2 separate regions of the Mus musculus genome follow, and region 2 is linked to region 1. The links are chromatin contacts, called in public HiChIP or PLAC-seq maps. All regions are on one chromosome and are shown on one strand. Each heading gives the region's core, a stretch centred on a gene start, on an enhancer-like site or on the middle of the called end of the contact. The rest is flanking DNA. Distances are from core to core; before and after follow the strand shown.

Region 1 (5,423 bases), core at 863-3,362:
GCCAGAACCCATCTGTAACAGTACAGAGCCAGTGTCTGGTCCTTCAAAGTGTCAAGGTCTCTCTTGAAAAGTTCACAAGGCCAAAGGACAGACAATGCATGCCAAAAGGCAGAACCAAGAACATAACCTGGCATCCTCACATGCAATGATCACCTGCTAGGCAAACTCTGACTCTTTTGGCTACTTAGTTTCCTGTTGTGACACAACCTAGTACCCAAAAGACTTCAATTCTCAACAAGACCCAAACCACGGCAGCAACTTAACATCACTAAACCTTTGCAGAAAATCGACACAGTGACTTAGCCATTTCTAATGCTGCTCCAGCCTCCTTTCTACAAAATGCTCCCTCGGAGTTGCCAGTAATTTCAAAAGTGTTTTGAGAAGTGCTCCTCTGACCACTATCACCAGCTGCTATCCCTCCTCAAAGGACATCACTAAGCCAGAACATGAACTATGACACTGGCTTGTTCAGATGTCTCCGGCAAGTGGAGGTGCTTTGTCATTTTATACTGCCTAGAAGTCTTCTCTTATTTCCTGGAAGTGTGATGTCCTGTCTAATTTTCACCCAGCACTCTGGGGCCCTGTGTGTGCCACAGACTGGCTTGGAAGAGACCAGCGATTGCTTTGTGTACCCCTTTCTCTCTGGAAGCCTCATATGTAGACTCTGAGGACTTCAACTTCCTTTGCTAAAGGGAAAGGCAACTATTTCCTTACATTGCTCTAGAGCAGGCTCCCTACACTGTGGGTAATGACGTTTGAAAGATCAATCATTCACTATGACATCTTTAGGCCACAAAGAGTCTGACAAGGTTACGCTGTACAGATGATGATGGTGGTGGCGATGATGGTGATGATACCACACATTATCCTGCACTCCACACACATGTGTTTGACTGAACACGACACCTCCACCCTGTCTTGCCATCCTGGATGTGCTTCACCTTTGGGGTCCTAGCCCTTTTCCTGGCCTATGCATACAAATTTCCTCCTTTTGGGGAGCACTTAATTCCCCATCAGACTGACAACTTGTTTGTACAGGTCCTGCAACTTGACCCTTTTTGTTCCAAGGTCATGACCTTAAAGCAGCATCCTGTTTCCCTGGCCCACATGGACAATGGTTAGAATGAACATGTATAGAATGCCTTGCCACTAAGCAGGATTCACCAGCCTCTATCTCTCTTGGTGAGGAAGCTTTCCATCACCTGGTCCTCTGATGTAGTATCTGTAGTCTCATAGCTTTTTTCCTGGCCCCCATTGTTGGTGAAGAGAGGGAGAAGCCTGAACGGAAGAAGGACCCCAACCCTAAGAGAGAATCCATAGAGTCTGAGTTCTTTGAGGCTCCCTGGCTTCCAGCTTTCCTGGATTCATTTGTAAATATTCTTTCTGGCCCCTCAGGAAAGAAATAACAAGTAGGGTTCTGCAAACCGAAAAGCCAATCACTCGCTGTCTACTATAGGTGCAGGTGGCTGCCCCGCCCAGCACTAAATCAGGGGAGGTTATTAATATGCTAAAAGCACCGCAGCCAATTGGCTCCCATGGCGACAGCTCTGCAGCCTTCATGAATAACCCATGCAGCACCTGGAGGCATGAAATCTTAAGCAACCACAGTGCAGGCAGCCTTGCTGGACCCGGCTGCTGCAGCAGCTGCGGTAGCAAAGGCGAGCAAGGGCGTGGCTCCTGGTGTGCACTGTCTTGTGAGTAGCCCCAAGGTCTCAGGAGGGTGCCCGCCTGGGCCACGTGCCAGGAGAAATAAAGACACAGGGTCCAGTTCCCCGTTGAAGACAAAAGCAAACCGCGGAGTTTGTGCCCCGTGTTCTCTTCACGGGTGCTGTTTGTCAATGTTGCCATTATCCTACAGACAAGGGTGGTACAGAGCTTTGGATGGCCTGAGTTGTGTTGGAAACCTGCAACTTACGTACATCCCCCTTACCCATGACCTGCGCATGTACGTTTTCTGTCTGTCAGTCTCTCCTCCCTGTTCTTGCTCTGCAGGTCTGCTTTTTCCCTGGGACAGAAGTTGTGTATTCACGCCAGCATCAGCACTGTGCGAATGTGCACTTTACACTACGAGGCTGGAGCTTAGACAGGAATTCTCCATATCAGCTTATTCCCTCTCCACTGAGAGGTGTGTCTTCTCAACAGAATCGATTTCCAGCCTCAGCCTTCATCTTTCAAAGTGGCTCTGACTGCTTCTAAGTTGGGATGCATTCATCACTCTGATGAGCACTGGGTCTCTGTGCTGGTATCTTCACGTGTAATTTAAATGGCAGTGGTCTCTCTCTAATTTACACCATTGTGCCCAAAAGCCTCCATGGGTTCAGGAGTCCTTCATTTTCCTCTTTATTCCTGATGGGGATGTTGACTCTCATTCTTAGTTTCCCTATTTTAAGTTTTATAGACACAAATCACAGGACAAAAGAGAAGAAAATTTGTGTTTCTGAATGGATGGTTGTTATAAACCCAGAATCCTGCCCCACCACCCATGGTGAATAAAATAGAAATATTTTATTCAGAGGTATTCAACTGAGGGAAAATTACTTTCAGGGTGATAGTCTGATGAAATATAGTCTGTATGAATGCTAAATGTGACCAGCTAAAGTAAACGACTTCGTGAGGAAAGAGAGCAGAGGCACCCTGAGGCTGTGGGCAGGGCTTCTTAGCTCTGACTTTGGGTTCTACCCTCTGTGCTGGATCAGTTGTCTCCTATGCTCAGGTGAGTCCTTGCCAGGTTTAGGAAGACACGGGTGTTTTGAGAACTTTCAGACTCTCATCCCACCCTGCACGCCCAGAACTGAGATGAGCCATGTATCACACCTGCTGGACTCTTCTCTCAGGCCTGTGGCAAAACTGAGCATCCAGAGAACCCCAGGGAATGACCCCTCAGTCCTCTCATTTACTCTTCTCAGATGGTCAGGTATCATACATACCTTTCTAGAAAGCACACAATACATTTTTGAGAAGTTCTTGAAAACATGTTTCATACCCAAATAAGTTGAAAGCATGAATCCACACCAAACAAACAAATGAAGAGCCCCCCCCAATGAAAATAACAACAACAAAAGAACAAAAAACTTTTATGCCAAGTTTATTGTAGCTTTATTCATCATTGTTAAAAATTGAAAGCAACCAAGATATACTTCTGGAGGTGAATGGATAAACTATGATGTATTCCAACAGGCAGAATATTATTAAGACCTAAAAAGAAGTCTATCAAGCTATAAAAAGACATGGAAAAACTCCGAACACATTTTTCCAAGTGAAATAAGACAAATTGAAGAAAGCCATTTATGTGGCATGATTCCAAATTATGAGATAGTCTAGATGTGCAAAAGTGTTGAGAAAGTAAAAATGCCAGTGGTTACCATGGGGATGTGGGCAAAGAATGGACAAAGATGGAATCTGCATAGTGTGTTGGGGAAGAGTAACTATTCTGTGGGTTGCTATCATGATGGATACATGTGAGTACACTTGGAAGAATACATACAACACAAAGTATCACACATGGGCTCGAGAATGGAAGCTATGCACCTTTAATAATAATATATCAGTGTGGTAAGCAGTTAAAAGAAGAAAGCTAGAAATTTATTTTAGGGTTCCAATGGGGTTGCTATGTGTGGACTAGGATACAGGAGTTCTGTTTTTTCTGTTTAATTTTTTAATAAAGTAAAAATAGCTTTTGCAGGGAAGGGTCAGAATAAAAATGAATAACCATCATATTTAATCACACACACATGGAATGTCACAATGAAAACCATGGTAGCTAAAATGATTAATAAAAATGGAATTGACACATTAAAAATAAATGAGGTTTATTAATTTTAAATAAAAATACATATTCAAAAGTCTTGAGACAACCTCAGTGTCAGTCAGCATGTAGAAGAAATCAGACTCACATGGAAATTGTCACAGAGCCAGAAAGCCCTCTTTATTAAGAACTAGCACCCACCTTTGAAAAGATACTGGAAGACAACATTCAGTTCTGAGAGCAAGTTGAGATGATAAAATGACATCTTAAAAACCTTTGTCTCTACAGGATGCATCAGGACACACTGAAGTTCAAGGGTCTGTAGAGGGACGTTGTCAGAACTTGAGACACAGAGGCTCTGAAAGTAAAGTGACAATGCTGCACAAAGTTGGTAGGTGTGTCCCTGAAGCTGCAGGGTGGAAGTGGACTCTTGAGACAACGAAGTCATCACATGGCAAAGCTTGTCTAGAACCCTGAAAGTGTTTGAACGAGCCTGTATGGAGCCTGGTAACACAGACGACCCTGTGCTATAGATTTGGAAAGGAGAATGCGGCCAACAATGGAAACTTGGAAAGAGATACAATGACTATTCCAGGAAATGGAGACCTTCTACGAGGTAAGACACAGGCATATGGGAGAAACTGATGGGCGTGGCGGTGTGGGATATTAATTTCAAACTCCCGAAGAACAAAGATGCATATGCTAAAATCAATGAGAGGTGCACCTGCTGGTGCATTGAAGGTCAGATGGTTTCTGTACTAGGAAAGCTACACTATAGCTAGAAAGAGAGGGTGTATAGAACGGCCCATCTTCTCAGAAATACAGCAAAGTCAAAGCTTTCATAGAATATTACATTTAGAGGGACATTTCCAAAGCAGAGTAAACAATGTTGCACACAAAACATTATATAAGTCAAGAGTAGACACCAAAGTTGGTGCAGCCATATTTAACAGTTTCCCTTGTATCAGTTACTTATCACTGTGTTCAAACACCCACCCAAAGCATCTGGAGAAAGCCAGGAGGGAGATGTGTTTGCTGGTCACATTTCATAAACCAAGGCAAGAGCCTTCTGAGTTTGCCTTCTGCTTTTTACAGTCTGGGACCTGAGCCATGAGCTCATGCTGCCTATCATCAGGGTGGGTTTTCTTACTTCCACTAACCTAATCTAAAAAGTCCCTCACTAAGATGCCCAGGAGTTTATCTACAAAGGGATTCTAGTCTTGTCAATTGACACTCAGGGCACGAACCTTCACATGGAGGGCAACCTGAAAGCCAGCATACTGTCCATAAGAAAATGAATGTTGATGAATCCTAAACTCTATTTAATATGTACTTTCCCAGTCATCAAAAAGTAATTTTTGGAAAAGAGACACCAAACAAAGCAACACTGAAGCACACATACAAGTTTCAAAAATGTCTATATACTCAACATTACCAATGGATGATAATTTGACATAAGTTGGGAAAGCAATAAAGAGTGCTCAGGTTGATCAGTAGTGCAAGCTCTTAAGGGATCTAAAGCTATTAGCCTGTTTACCAACTGGACAAGATGCCAAACACCCACATTCACCCATCAGTTTGCCCGAATGGGATGCAGCATCTCCATATGCACAAAGGGCCCTTGTGGTACAGTGGTACATGCTTAAGACCTCATCAAAAAAAAAAAAAACACAAACAA
Region 2 (5,423 bases), core at 1,731-4,230, 160 kb before region 1:
GGATCGTCTACATTTAAAAGGGGTGAAGATCATAGCGCTCCAGAAACAGTTAAGGGCTGGAGGGAGAGAGGGAGGCAGCCCAGCTCTTTCAAGGAGGGAAGGCCACTCACTTGGGCTGCACCTGCTGCCTATGGAGTGCTCAGCTATTGAAGAGGCCTGCGGCCCGATCTGCATATCAAATAGCTGGCGTGTAGATGAGGCCATTCATTCTGCCTTCTGTGTGTTTGTCCTGCTGGGGACGGGCTGTTGTTTAGCAGCAGGCCCTGGTTCCCTCAGGCTCCCTGAGTCAGCAGCCCCCCCTCACCCACACTGAATTCAAAACCAAGATTGATCTTCACAGAGAAGTCTCTGATGCGATGGTAAGTCCAAAGCATCGACGGTATAAGGCTGAGATGTTCTTTGGTGGCTTGGCTCCATCGATCCGTCGTCAGCAGAAGCCTTGTTAAACTAGAGAAGCAGCCTGGTCACTATTTCTAGACTTCCTCTCTGATCACACACATGCTTTAGTGCATTGAGTCAGAATCAAAAGCTTCGTTTTGGATCTGTTTAGGGATACTCTATCATTGAGTCATGTGATGTGAGGGAAAATTAGAGCTTGGTGTGTATTTAGGTGAGATATGTAAAATTTCATTTCACAGAGCCTCGACAGAGTCTGGATATCTACTTTCAAGAAATGTTGATATTGTTAGGATCAGCTAATCTGCTTGCTGCTCTCCCCCTCCCACTGTGTGTGTGTGTGTGTGTGTATTGTATACGATGTGTGCATGTGTATATGTGTGTATGTATGTACGTGTATGTATATGTGAATATGTATGTATGTCTGTGTATGTATATGTGTTTGTATATGTCTGTATATGTATATGTGTATATGTATAGATGTATGCATGTATATGTATGTATGCACTTATGTATGTATGCAAGACTTCAACACAAGTCCTTTCCTAGAAATAAAGAATAAGTTGAAGTTGCTGCTGTTTTGATTATATAGCTTTTGTACGCCTCCCAAGAGAATAGCCATCTACTCAGTGCAATTCCTTAAACTGTATTTTCTATTCCTTCCATGTCTTGAATAGAGGAAACATCTTCTGAACAGAATTCTCTCTAAATGAGAAATTAGAAAGGGGAACAAAGTCTAAGCCATACTTTGAGGTCAAGTGTCCTCCTTTGCTGTGTTTTCCTGGCTCATTGAATCTTGTCACACCCCAGATCCCCTTTCTGGCTGTGACTATAGTTTCTCAGGCTTGGGACCTCTTTTTCAAGGTTAAGAGAATGTTACTAACATGGTTGAGAAAAAAGTGTTATCAAAGATGATGAGAAAAAGGCCTGAGATCTGTGGTTTTAAGTAAACAAAATATTTTTAAAGGAAGGATTCTTTTTCCCTATGAGATAATGTTCTTAATCTCAGGCACTTTCCTGTAGTTAGAATCATCTACAGGGCATAAAAAAAAGTCAGCCTGCAAAATTAGAGAATTATTTCAATAATGGCTGCTTTTAGATTTGCTGGATGGAAACACAAGAACAGTCAGATATAAACCTTCAAGCGGTAAAGCCAACTACGTACTGTATTTGGTGCTTTCGGAAGACTGGCAGTTCTATTGAATGAGATCAGTTGCACAGTTCCTAATGCCTCACCAAATGCACATGGACGTATAGCAAGAAAGAGCCATATTTGCATGTCAGGATTTGTATTTGAATATTTGATTGTGCTTCCTTTCTTCCCCCACAGGCAGAAACCTAGGCCCAGGAATGTGTGATTTACCAAGGTCACTCAGCCCACAGGACCAGGGCTGGCCTCCTCTCCCCCAAGATCCATGCTTGGCTGAAATGCAGTTTTCCCTACGCCAGATAGGATGGTGCTGGAGGACAATCCTATGGCACATATGATAATAATTCACATTATTTCAAAGCATCATTTAAAAAAAAAACCCAGAAATATGACACACACACAAAATCAATCCCTGCTTTTCTTAAACCCAGATTTGGAGTAAATAAGGACACCCATAGTTCTTCAAAAATCACTCCATAGGGAAGAATAACCAAACACTGAAGGTAATTAGCATAGCTCCATTTCATATATACAAAAATCAAATAAAACTCAGCAATGAAAATATTCAGAAACAGAAGAAAAAGTCAATTTTTTTAAGATGCAACCCTATCTTGGAATCTTTTTATTGGCCAAAAGCCTTTGCAAGTGCTGCCTGTGGGTGCATGTTCCCGAGCCGGGGACTGTTCTGTGAGCTTCTAGACCACGCTGCAAGAATCCATGCAGTCCAGTGGCAGTGAAGCAGTTAAGTTCCCTCATCTCCTAGGCAACCAGCAATGGCAGTCCACATAAGAATCCTGGAGACATTGCCAATCTGCTGTTTAATAAAGTAAACTTTGATTGCTAGAGATATTTCTTCTTTTTATAAGTCATTTTTTCGTTACTATATTCAAATGTAATGCCAACCAGCATGCTCTATGTGCAGGGGTAGCCTCTACCCTGTAAAGAATGGCCCATTAGAAATGTTATTTTAAAAGATGCAGGGCACTGTGCATATTCACAACTGATTGGATTGCATAAGAAAATAACATCAAAGAAAGCTCCTAAGGTGTATTTGCTTAGTGAGAACAATTCAGAACATAACAGAGCTCAGTTTCCCAGTTTCTTCTTCAGCAACCTGAAAATATTAATTTCTGCAAGCTGCATGTCGTTTAATTTTAAGATGCTGAATATCCTGTGATGTATCCGTCTGCTTTTTAAAATTAAAATCTAGAGTCTCCATTTTGAAACAAAATTGTGTGTATGTCCCACTCAGACAAGCACAGAAAAGATTTATTCAAAGTTGCCCAAGCCTTCTCTCCCCTGTTTCAGAAGCTATGCTGCAGCTTGGGATATTGACAAGCCCTAATAGGAAACCTAGCAGGGGAGCTTAATGAGCCCTGCACTGAGTGTGAGGGAGGGCAGGAGGAAAGCCACGGCAAAGCTAAACCAAGCTCTGTGTCCACAGTGCCTAGCAGCCGGCATGGCAGCTGCCTGGCGTTCTCCTTCTGTCTCCTCTGCCCCTGTACACAGCTCTTTCCTCTGACCCAACTAGCTTGATAAAAAATTGTGCTGGGTTCTTCACAAACATAAAAGCAGCCGAACAAAACAGATAGTCTCTCCATTGATGAAGAGGAGGGGAGATTGGAAGGCTGGATAGGAGAGCCAGTGCTGCAGAGCCGCGCGTAACACCGAGTGGGGAGCAGTGGGGGAGGGGCAAAAGGAGAACCGCTTCGGTAAAAAAATGGCCCCTGCTCCTTGTCTGTGTACCTCCTTGATGTTGTCCTCCAGGAGAGTTTTGTTAAGTCAAATCTTCAATTCTAAGAACACCATCTATCTAATTTACACCCACAGCACACTGGGTATTTCTCATCTTTTTTTTTTTTTTTACAACATTTCTTAGATATCCCTTTGTTATCATTTTCCACTCCAGTGAAAAAATCAAAGGCTTGCCTCTCCCCCAGCCCCTAAGAGTCTTCCAGCATTTTGCCACCCTTAACTCTGCTTGCGATTAGAAAAGTCAACAGCACGATTCCTAGCTCTAATGAGTAGACAGCTCCAAGGAATTTGTAGCCTGCATTTTCTCTGCACACCAAGTATAGGGTCCAGTAGTAAATTCTGTGATGTTGCCTACATCCATGGTGGATAACCCCGTGCATCGCTTAATACGATTTATGCTTGTTGGCTCTCTCTATATGCCCTGCCATGGTGAATAAAGGAGAGGCCGAGTTCCCGTGGCAACCAGAGCCACTGCACTCCCAACTGCGGGCAAATTCTTCCTAAGCAGAAAGTAGGCAGGAGAAAGACTATGCTGGCTCCTGCATAAACATGCCAGGCTCTGATCTGGAAGAAGGAGGCACCCAGTCTCAGATTGAATTTAGATGCTCTGATTGCTTGGCCAGACCCTTCCATGTGCTCTTCCCATGGAAACATCTGCAGCTGGACGGGAGCCCAATCATAATTCTTTGCAGATCTCCCCAGCCCCGTTGCTAGTCGAATGTCACCCGGGCTTCATCAAGGACGAGACTCCATCAAGGACCCAGAGAAGAATTCTTTATGCATCTGCTCAAAATGAGGAGGTTATTTTGTTGTCTTCAAGATGGCTCTTGAGCTGCAGGCAGAGCCAAGGGCTGTGGCCTGAATGAGGAGAGTTGCTAGGAGATAAGCCCGGCTGCAGACAGCAGGCTGGAGTTATCTCTAATTGACAGCTCCTTACCCTAAGGGTCTAATTCTAACCTTGAGACCAGGACTATAATGAGAGGGCAGTTTTCCGTCACCCCTATTCCTGGCGCAGGCAGGGAGATTACTGGAGGACTGTTTTCTAGGGGTTTGTTATGTTTCTTTTATCGGGGAGGGGACCAGACTCGCGGGGGCCCTGTCTCAGCCCCAGTTTGCATCCCTGAGCCCTTGTCTGATTCATAACACCTGAATAAACTCTCTCCTGCAGTGAAGATGGGCTCGCTTTGAAATATCCAGGGTGTGCAAGGAAGAGAAGCCCTCTTGGACTTAAAATGATTTGAAACTGAAGCAGAACAGGTGGATTTCTTTAAAAAAGTGGGGATCGGGTCCGGGGAAGGCAAAGAAAAGAAAGCAAACACGGGACTCTATTTTCCATATTGCCCCTCCCTCCGGGCCCCTCTTGGCTTCCAGAGAAGTCTGCTCTGTGATTTCTGAGAGAGATTCTGTTTAGATGTCATGCCGGACAGTAAAACTACACACACAGACAGGGAAAGGATCTGCAGGTTGGGAAGAGCCCGGGTGTTCTGAATTTTTTTCTGCAAGTAGGTTGACTAGCTTTTGTGTTTTAGTTTTTTGTTTGTTTTTTTTTTTTCTGAATAATACCACACAGAAAATCCAATTTACGCACAGCCTGAATCCAGTAGGCCTAAGAGACCAAGGTTTCCTTGCGCCTGTGAAACTGTCAAAAAAGAGAAAGCATTTTCCTGGTGTGCTGGGGTATGGGGTCTGCCAGACGAGCTTGCTCCAGCATTCCCTTCCAATGCAGAGGCTGGGGACGTGTATTCCTCATAAGGGCTCATTGTAGCAAATGCCACCTAGCATTTCCTCCCCTGAGAAACGTGACATGTGGAGATTTTGAGTACTAAAGAAAGCACATTTTAAATGAGGAGTATATAATTTAATTAGTGCATTTAATAAAGGAAGAAGAGATGTTTCATTGAGGGGGTGTTTGAAGGTCACGTCTGGAACTTAACTGAGAAACACCTGCAGTACCAGCTCTCCCTCTAGAGGCGCTGCTCACCCTGAGCCCCGTTCCAGGGCACAAAGGCCAGGGCCCTCCATTTCATTTAAGTTTTAAACATGATTTGGAAATGGAAGGATGTAGCCTGTCCTCCATCAAAATTAAATATCAATAGTCAAATAGACTTTCTTTTTAGTATCC

The links. HiChIP or PLAC-seq counts read pairs in DNA pulled down with a chosen protein or histone mark.
Region 2: a contact with region 1 is called in an H3K4me3 HiChIP or PLAC-seq map of embryonic basal ganglia, with 2.2 times the contacts expected there. The contact joins two enhancer-like sites. A contact is called at or near these places in 1 of 484 Hi-C or Micro-C datasets (cerebral cortex) and 4 of 115 datasets of contacts at active chromatin or transcription factors (differentiating embryonic stem cells, embryonic basal ganglia, embryonic forebrain and 1 more).

The regions. Positions count from the first base shown.
Region 1 is chr12:26,899,905-26,905,327 of GRCm38.p6, reverse strand. No RefSeq gene overlaps it. Among named protein-coding and RNA genes, the nearest start is that of Gm30290, 25 kb to the right of the region's middle. Within about 2 kb of position 2,112, at least 48 of the 459 cell types and tissues checked have an H3K27ac peak or open chromatin away from gene starts, as enhancers often do. A contact at or near this core is called in cerebral cortex, embryonic basal ganglia and embryonic forebrain, where this site is marked.
Region 2 is chr12:27,059,923-27,065,345 of GRCm38.p6, reverse strand. Gm30515 (a long non-coding RNA gene) reads left to right here. Exons shown (of 7, transcript XR_001780580.2): 3 at 1,727-5,423. Among named protein-coding and RNA genes, the nearest start is that of Gm30515, 21 kb to the left of the region's middle. RefSeq lists an enhancer at 2,247-5,272. Within about 2 kb of position 2,980, at least 109 of the 459 cell types and tissues checked have an H3K27ac peak or open chromatin away from gene starts, as enhancers often do. A contact at or near this core is called in cerebral cortex, embryonic basal ganglia and embryonic forebrain, where this site is marked.